3 separate regions of the Oryctolagus cuniculus genome follow, and all the other regions are linked to region 3. The links are chromatin contacts, called in public Hi-C and Micro-C maps. All regions are on one chromosome and are shown on one strand. The core of a region is the stretch at or near the end of the contact, and the rest is flanking DNA. Distances in the headings are between cores, read along the strand shown. Region 1 has its middle 660 kb from the start of N6AMT1. Region 2 has its middle 470 kb from the start of N6AMT1. Region 3 has its middle 210 kb from the start of N6AMT1.

Region 1 (2,746 bases), core at 209-2,708, 450 kb after region 3:
TGTCAAGCAACGAAAATTTCACCATTGTTCCACCAACTTCACTATCAATTATTTTGTTCTTGCTTCAATGTTAGCAGAATTAATGTCGCTGTGCCTTATAAGGGCTCTTTTCAAACTTTTTAGTGCCTCCAGCTAGATACTGTTTAGATATGCTCTAACAAGCTAATTCCAGTTTATTTTGGTCCGTGATTTGGAAGTCCATGCATAGATTTCTTATAATACATATTTTCATGAACTTTTTGCAGACCATTCATACACTGACACATAATTATATACATGGATAAAAATGATAATAAATACAAGATGCATTCTCATAAATGACAATGAGAAAAGTTCAACCTTATGAAAGACTTTAAAATACAGTCATACATAAGGTTAAAAGTTGTTGCTCTACTTTTCATGTGTAGTTGCCTTAAAATAGTAAGTTAAAAGAGAAGAATTTTTAAAAAAATAAATATAGGGTTAGAGAATGAAAGTTTTCTTTGGTACTTCTAAAAGAAATTTATATTGGCTTTTGAAGCTACCACAATATATTGAGATAAATATTGAAAGAGCCAAACAACTCATCCCAGCTTTAAAAGGTGAAGATAATTTAAATGAAATACATGTGAGTTTCAGTAAATAAGCTTTTTAAAAATAGAGTGGTTAGAAAATACCCACATGGATTCAACCAGTTTGGAATAAGCATGAGACAAAGCTAAGCCATAACTACAAGTTTTCCTAACTTTGAACATTCAAAGAAAAGTACAATTTTGCCATTCATGTCTGTAGTTATCTTTTTCAGTGAAGCAGATATTTCATAGGGCAGTCTCGTTTTGCCCATCAATTTTATTGACTTCAGCATAAGAATGAAAGCTAAGGTTTCTACCAAAAATTAAAACTTTGTAGGGGAGAAACATTGCAAAGAACATTGGAATTGATGTTTTTTAAATTGCAATACAGACTGAAAACATTCACAGAGTGGGGTCAAAGGTTATTTTAATCCCTCGTGGGTGCTTTGGATGAGCAAGGAGCTTGTCAGGACATAACTGAGTTGTCTAGATTTGATTCTGGCACATGATAGCATTGACAGCATAAAAGAGGGCCCTTGGGATGTCACACATTGTGGTGTTCATCAGTGTAAACTGCTCAGTCTCCTGAGAAGATTAATGCAAAAATCTTCAAGAAAGGAGACTGAAAGAGTTCTTGATAATTTCATTTTTTTTTTTTTTTTGGCAAGGCTAGTATTCTGTGCACTGATATCAGGGAGATACTTGTATTCAAGGGGGATTGTTTCTTCTGCAGCAATAACAGTCCCTGGGAGCTATGTCAGCAAAAAGATGTAGCAGGTCAGCATGAGAGGTCACTGTGAGCCCAGAACAGAGTTTCAAGTCAAAGTCCAGCCAATGCCAGGGGAGAAGAGTAGATGCTGCAGCTGCAAGATTGGGTAATCAGGAAGAGAAATGTAGAGCCCAACCCCCAGTGAAGGGAAAGAACATCATGGATTGCCAAAGAGTCCATCATGCTCTTAGTTTGCCGTGGCCAGAGAAGCCAGGGGCACAGAATACTGGCAAGAAGCTTGCCTTCTTTTTTTTTTTTTTCTTTTCAGTCCTGTTTTTCTGATTTGTAAGCAAATTTGCGGGAGGATGTAACAAAATAAAGTTTCCACTGTCCAGAATGAAAAGTTTTCATGCCTGAGGATTTTTGTTATGTGATTACTGATTTTTCCACGTTAGTACTTTGTTTTAATTGGTCAAGAAGTATGAAATGGAAGGAAACAGGGCTCTCCAACCTTCTATCAGTTCCTGCAGTTCTTCCTCTGGGATAGGCATATCAGATGGGCAGACCCAGAACAATGTAGTATCCCAACAACAGCTCTGCCAATGTGGGGAGCTGCCTGCTCTTGGGCCAGCTATTCCAAAACAGTGGTACAGGAGGCTGACTTCAGAGATGTTTGCTAAACTGAAGAATCTCAGTGGAAAACTCACATATTTTATTTGAAATAGGGCTGTTATTATCTTAAATGCCTTGAGAAATCCTATGTTGTACAGGAAGCCAACAATATCAAAAACTAAAACAAGGGTGCATTGATCCAGATGATGAGTGCTGCTTTTCAGTTGGAGGTTTTGCATTAAACTCACCTGTCTCTACCATCTTCCCACCTCCCTTCCAATTAGGTAAAACATATGAAGGGATTTTTTTTTTGTTAATACTATGATTTTATTTGTATACTAATTGTTTCTGCTTGTTTGCTGGCCAGAATGCTATATTCAGAGACCAACTTCTCCTGGAAGAGAAGTTTGCAATCTTACAGAAGTAGCATTTACTGATGTCTCCCCCCACAAAGCCACCACATCTGTGTCCTTGTCTATTCAAAATCATTTCCAAGCCCAGACCTCAAAATCCCCTCTCAATCAAAGCAGTACTTCAAATTCCCACTTAAATAGAAATTATGTGCCATTGGAAATATTCCCATAATGTGTAGGATAGTCTTTATATCTGAGATATTTTGTAGCCACAGTAGTTAAATCAGAAATTTAACAGTCCATCTCTCCACTGAGCTCCAGGACACACTTAGTACTCAGAAGGGCTTCCAGCTCTGTCCACTCATCCTTCATGCAGTTGCCAAGTTGATGATACTCAATAGTTCTTGCTACAGTGACAGGGTAACACTGGAACTTTTTGGTTTTCTTTCTGATGTCTGTGATTAATCTTCCATATCAAGACTTTTTTGAAAGTTTAAGATGTAAAGTCCCTTTTACATACT
Region 2 (2,892 bases), core at 178-2,677, 260 kb after region 3:
AGGCTTCCATAGCCTTGGCAACTCATGACAAGAGCCTAGGGTGATTACTGATGGCATAAAAAAGGGTGTCAATTTGTTAAGTCAACAACAGGAGTCACTGTGCACTTACTCCTCATGTAGGATCTCTGTCCTTAGTGTGCTGTACATTGTGATTTAATGCTATAACTAGTACTCAAACAGTATTTTTCACTTTGTGTTTCTATGGGGGTGCAAACTGTTGAAATCTTTACTTAATATATGCTAAACTGATCTTCTGTATACAAAGAGAATTGAAAATGAATCTTGATGTGAATGGAAGGGGGAAGGGAGAGGGAAAGTGGAGGGTTGCGGGTGGGAGGGGCGTTATGGGGGGAACCATTGTAATCAAGAAGCTGTACTTTGGAAATTTATATTCATTAAATAAAAGTTAAAAAAAAGAAAAAAGATTGAAAGTGGTGGTGATGGAGGGGGCACTTTGCCTTTGGAGGACCAAAGATAAGAATTGCATATAACTTTTCCTCAGAAATCATGCAAGCAATAGAGTGGAGAAAAAATTGAGAGTGTGTGTGGGGGGGCAAGTAACCTAAAATTCTGTACCTGTGAAATTATTATGGAAAAGTTAATTTGAAATGTTTTCCCAGAGAAACAAAAATTTAAGAAATTTATTTCCAGTAGACCTGCCTTGCAATAACTGTTAGAGTCATTCAGAGAGAAGGAAAATGTCATACAGTTCAGAAAGTTGAATCTACAAATTTCCTACAAAAACGAAACATTACAGAAGTAATCAGTGAAAGCAAAATAAAACATTTATTTTTCTTATTTATAATTGGTCTAACAGGGAACAGTTTGTTCAGAGTATGATGTTTTGTATAAAACAAAAAAAAATGTTGTTATTTATCATAAGCTTAAATTTTGGCTGGGTGTGGGGGGGTGGGTATTTTCTTTTGCCTGTGGCTCTTTTAATACAGGCCAGAAATATCTACTCTTGGTTGGATTTATTCATGCTTCTGTGGTCAAATAGTGGGAAGTTGGGGCTGGCTGACCCGGAGTTGCCCCAACTGGGGCGACACGGCTACGCTATACATGCTCTTTCATCTTCCACATGCTCTTCCGAGCTTGTTCCTGTGAAGACGGCAAAGGAGCAAGAGAGAAAGTCTAGACTTGGAATTGGTAGAGTAAGCTTTATTATTTGTTAATGGACAAAGTAAATCATGAAACCGTCCAAGTTTTAAGGAATAGAGAAACAGAGTCTACTTCTTAATGAGATGAACTAAAAAACACCTTGAAAAATGCTTGGGTAAAAGGAAATATAGACAATTAGAGACATTTTCAGATTCATCTTATTTCAGAGAATTTCATAAAGGAACTGTTCGTTAGAGAAGGTACAGTTTGATCTCTGGATGTAAGCCCAGAAGACATTTATGGAAAGGAGAAACCATAGTTGGATGAGAATAGCAGGAATGTGGAATCTGCTTCTGCAAACATGTGACACAAGATTATGCATGTACTGAGCTGCTTATGGGAGCTGGTTTGGCTTGTATTTACTATAAATCAGAATCCCTGGACAGGATGGATCATACATTCATCAAATACAATACAGAAACATACATGGAATTTAAACTCCTGTATGCTGAGGTGTACATGTTTATTTTTAGCTGCTTGAGGGCAATTTTATTGTCTTCCATAATTCAGCACCTGTTGATCCCTCTAGGAGCCTGGCTTGAACAGAACACAAATTCTCTTAACTGCTTCTACATTCAGTGTATTCCACTATGTTGTTTTGGTTCAAATGCTTAGAGAAATGCTGACTTCTTGCAGATCTTTTGATGGAAAAGTAAGGAAAGTATAGGTTCCCTGAAAGGATTTTGGGAACCTCTGTGTTCCTTGGACCATACATGGACAACTGTCTTATTTAAGTGTTCCCCAAGATTTATCCAGGCAACTTTTGGCAAAACAAGTGAAGAATGCATAAAGATCATATCTGATAATAAATTGTGATTATTTTCCCCCAAAGTGGGCTATTCACTGTGAATGTCAAAAAAACTATTTCCTCCAATTTATTAATTTATTGTAACAGCAACAAAAAACTGTACTATGACTTTTGGACCAGTGCTCAAAGTCACATAGCTATCATGCCAAAAATGCAACAAACAAGAATTTTAATCATGGGAAAAAGTTTTGAAGAATCTGAACAAATGCTTATGTTAAATTTGATAAAACTATGGTCTTACTCCCATACACTTGCTCTAGTTAAGGGATTTTTTTTTTCATCACCTAAAAAAATCAAGCCAATTTCATTGATATTCTTCTTGTTCCGGAAACTCCCTTAAAGCTGACCTTTCATTCCCTGGTGGCCTGGACAAGAATTTCTCAGAAATCAAAAGCCTGGCTACAGAGTGGTCTGGGCGTGGTACTTCCTAACATTTTGATTGGAAAAGAAACCATGAGTTTTATCAAATTCATTTAAGAAAGAATGAGCTGAAATTTTTGTGCCAAATGCCCTATTCAAAGTTCATTATAAATTCTTAATAAAAGTAATGCCTTGATGTGAATGTAAGTTAGCAGGTCTGGCTGTGAATTTCTTTTTTTTTAATTTTTTATTTTTTTTGTGAATTTCATATTATCTGTTCCTTTCTGCTCCACTTCAAAAAGTAGATAGTGATATTAGCGTGCCTCTATACCCTTATTGTAGACTACATTGCTTCCATATGCTAAATGATTTTAAATAGCAAGTACCTTATAATCTAATTGGAGAAATAGGAAATTTTAAAATAAGCAAAGCTCACAGAAGGGGTGGATAGTCACACATAGTATTCCCCCAAAGTTACTCCTGTTTCCATTGAACTTATTTCATGTATTAATAAAAAGGTATACTGATGCACAACTTTTTTTTTTTTTTGCTTAGGACATATG
Region 3 (3,107 bases), core at 432-2,931:
TCGTGGAGATCTTTCATTTAGGTGTTTTTTTTTTTTTTCTTTCTTTTTTTTTTTTTTTTTTTTTTTTTTTTTTGCCAGAGTGTCTTGACTTTCCATGCCTGAAATACTCTCATGGGCTTTTCAGCCAGATCCGAATGCCTTTAGGGCTGATTCTGAGGCCAGAGTGCTGTTTAGGACATCTGCCATTCTATGAGTCTGCTGTGTATCTCGCTTCCCATGCAACTGATGATTGACTCAGGATTCTGATTCCACTTTGTGCTCCTGCCAATCCTATTTTCATAGAGCAGCTGGAGTGATCTTTTGTGATAAGCTCAAAGTTGTTCCGTAGTTCCTCTTCCTACTTGGAATAAAATCCTGCACCTGGTGTGGCTTATCAAGCCGTCCATCTTTGGCCAGGTCTGGCTCTCAGAACTCCCTGCTTGCTTTTCTTCCTTCCCCTCTACTCCTGACAAATGAGCCTTAATTGTGGACCTGCGGTGTGTCCAGACTGCAAACCCCTCTCAGGAGCTTTGCCTTAAATCTGCAGGTGTGTCTGGAATACTCCCCACAGATCTGCATGGAGATAGATTGAAATTAATTTTTAGACTGGCCATAGCTTAATATAATCTCTTCTTAAACTGCTTGATATAAAATAGTCCTTCAGCCATTTTAAAATCAGATCGTCTTATTCTGATTTCCTTTAAAACTATTTGTTTTCTGTTTTCTTCCTCCCTACTAGCAAGTACCATAGTGAGCATAGAGCTTCCATAGCTTAGTGATCACCACATCCAGGGACAAGTGGTTCTCTGCCTGCTTTTGCTACCCACAGCACCCACCCTGCTTTCTCTCTGTTCCGAAAAGGCAGGGTTCATCCAATGGCAAGGAACACTGACCCTGAAGCCAGACAGCCAGGCTCAAGTCCAGACTTTGCCGTTTACTGGCTATGTGACTATAGAGAAGCAAACTCCTCAGAACTTCAGTTTCCCCTTTTGTAAAATAGGTAGGCTTAATAGTAATAGCTACCTCCATGGAGTTATTGAGGCAATTAAGAATGTAGAAACATGTTAACAATGATAAAGCACACAGATCACAGCCTGTCACATCAAAAGCCCCATAGATGTGTCAGTTGTCCTTAGTGTGGGGCATGCGTATATAAATTTTATATTCATAGAGTTTTGGTATATGTATTATATAGGTAACATACAGTTACATTTATAAGCTCTTAGATTTCTATTTACATTACATACAGTGTTACCTGTTTTTTTAATTCTATTGTCTAGCAGAGTGGCAAATAAAATGCGTTCCAAGATTTTGTGAAATGCCATAAACTAAACGGCATCTGCTTCTTTCTCACCTGGTTCAATTACAAGATTCAACCAAGTTCTCTTGCTGGTACCAGAACATGTGCCCCAGTCAGCCACTATTCTAGTACCTGCTGTTACCACAAGCATCCTGAAGGTGGCAGTGGAGACTTAAGGTTTGGAAAATGCTTCACCGTTCTTGCACACTCGAGGGTAGAATTTGAAAAGTTACTTCGAGGACCTGTTTTTATATCTTAAAAATTGTTTTTCATTATTATTGTGAGACGGGGTGGGTGGAATGTCGGGAAGCTGATCAAATGCAAGTAATATGCGGGAAACGGCAGCGCACTGTTATTCATTAACAACTCAGGCACAGTGGGAACATTGGAGCATTCCTAAGGAATTGCTGATGAGGTGAGCTGAGGGCAGGGAGCTTGCAGAAAGGGGCTTGGGCTTGCGTGGGGGCTACCTCCGAGCTCCAGGACTCCTTGATCTGTGGGGAGGGGCGCAGCCAGAGCGGGACAGAGCTGAGGGCTCGAAAGCACATTCTCTGTGTGTCTTCTAGAGATCTGGAGAGTCATAATATATCTGAAAGCAGACTAGAAATATCCTTAAGGATTAGAGTAGTCGCCCTCTGCAACTATATCTGAAATAATTTATATCGACCGCCAGATGGCAGTATTGCACCACAAAAGGTGTACAGGGCCAGGCCCTGCTTCTAAACTCTCAAATCTAGCCCCAAAAGTCATGTGTGCTTCCCATGTTTCTGGAATGTTGGGAATTAGACTTATAAGGAGCAATTGCTCTTTACTGGCACCCTTCCTATACACAGAGAATACATTTTTGTCAAAGCAGATGCTTATTGTCTTGGAAAATAGATCCCTAAAAGTTGAATTATAAAACAAAACAAAACAAAACCAGTTGAATTGTTCATGACTATATGCTTTCTGATTGAAGATTCTCAGTGAAAAAATGAATCAGCTTGTGAGCTACAATGTAATATTCCTAAGGTCAGACTATGTCAACTGTTGCCAAATTTCAGAACAAAATAAAACACAAAGATTTTTAGTTTAGAATTCACTTTTTAAAAATTTGTAGCATATGGGGTTTTCTAAAAGCACAAAACAAATGGTTTTAAAAACCAGATTTTATATAGTTTACATAGCCTATAACCATTTTTGTCTAAAATTGCACTCTGTAAATGCATTTATGTGGTTGAAGAGCTTGAAATGTGATTATCACGTAAGATGATGTGTGAAGCACACGCTTCCCACATGGCAGGAATTATAATAAATAGGAGTGGTGGCTCCATTTGTTAAGAATAAATAGCTTGGAGATAAGCGTTAAGATCGATTGCTAAGGGGTTCCAGCAGAGGCCAAACTGTAGAAGATCCGAGAATGATCTGCCTCCTGGGCTCTCCCCTTCAGGAGATACTGTAGATGAAAGTGTTCAGCAATTAATCACAGACAGCTTTCCAGAAGGGCAGCTCAATGTCGGTCTATCTTACTCAACCTGGATTGAGTCTGTAGCACACGTTTTAAATACCATGTCTGGGGAAGGTTTGGCTGGCACCTACTTAGTCTCTCCCTTATTAGATAGCTTCAGAATGGTAGACTTCTCAGTAGTCACAGTGACACTGTAGTTTCAAGGCACCAATTTTCTGGTAAAGACGTAAGAGGCCAAATTTGAAGCCGCATTACTTTTTGTTTCCTGAAATCGATGGATTACTTCTATCCCTTAAAAGCAGCCTTAATGGCTAGGATCATCTCACCATCTTCTGTTCTCGACTCCACTCTCCTCCTGGTGGTCATGGATGTAGTGAATTC

The links. Hi-C and Micro-C count contacts between places; a contact is called where the count stands out from the background.
Region 1: a Micro-C map of ear pinna shows a contact between it and region 3, with 5 times the contacts expected there. The contact joins two enhancer-like sites. A contact is called at or near these places in 5 of 6 Hi-C or Micro-C datasets (ear pinna, embryonic fibroblasts, psoas muscle and 2 more).
Region 2: a contact with region 3 is called in a Hi-C map of an unstated tissue, with 2.2 times the contacts expected there. The contact joins two enhancer-like sites. A contact is called at or near these places in 3 of 6 Hi-C or Micro-C datasets (liver, skin fibroblasts and an unstated tissue).

Annotation. Positions count from the first base shown.
Region 1 is chr4:17,436,168-17,438,913 of mOryCun1.1, forward strand. No RefSeq gene overlaps it. Among named protein-coding and RNA genes, the nearest start is that of N6AMT1, 660 kb to the left of the region's middle. Within about 2 kb of position 1,459, at least 2 of the 8 cell types and tissues checked have an H3K27ac peak or open chromatin away from gene starts, as enhancers often do. A contact at or near this core is called in ear pinna, where this site is marked.
Region 2 is chr4:17,243,439-17,246,330 of mOryCun1.1, forward strand. No RefSeq gene overlaps it. Among named protein-coding and RNA genes, the nearest start is that of N6AMT1, 470 kb to the left of the region's middle. Within about 2 kb of position 1,428, at least 1 of the 8 cell types and tissues checked has an H3K27ac peak or open chromatin away from gene starts, as enhancers often do.
Region 3 is chr4:16,986,525-16,989,631 of mOryCun1.1, forward strand. No RefSeq gene overlaps it. Among named protein-coding and RNA genes, the nearest start is that of N6AMT1, 210 kb to the left of the region's middle. Within about 2 kb of position 1,682, at least 1 of the 8 cell types and tissues checked has an H3K27ac peak or open chromatin away from gene starts, as enhancers often do. A contact at or near this core is called in ear pinna, where this site is marked.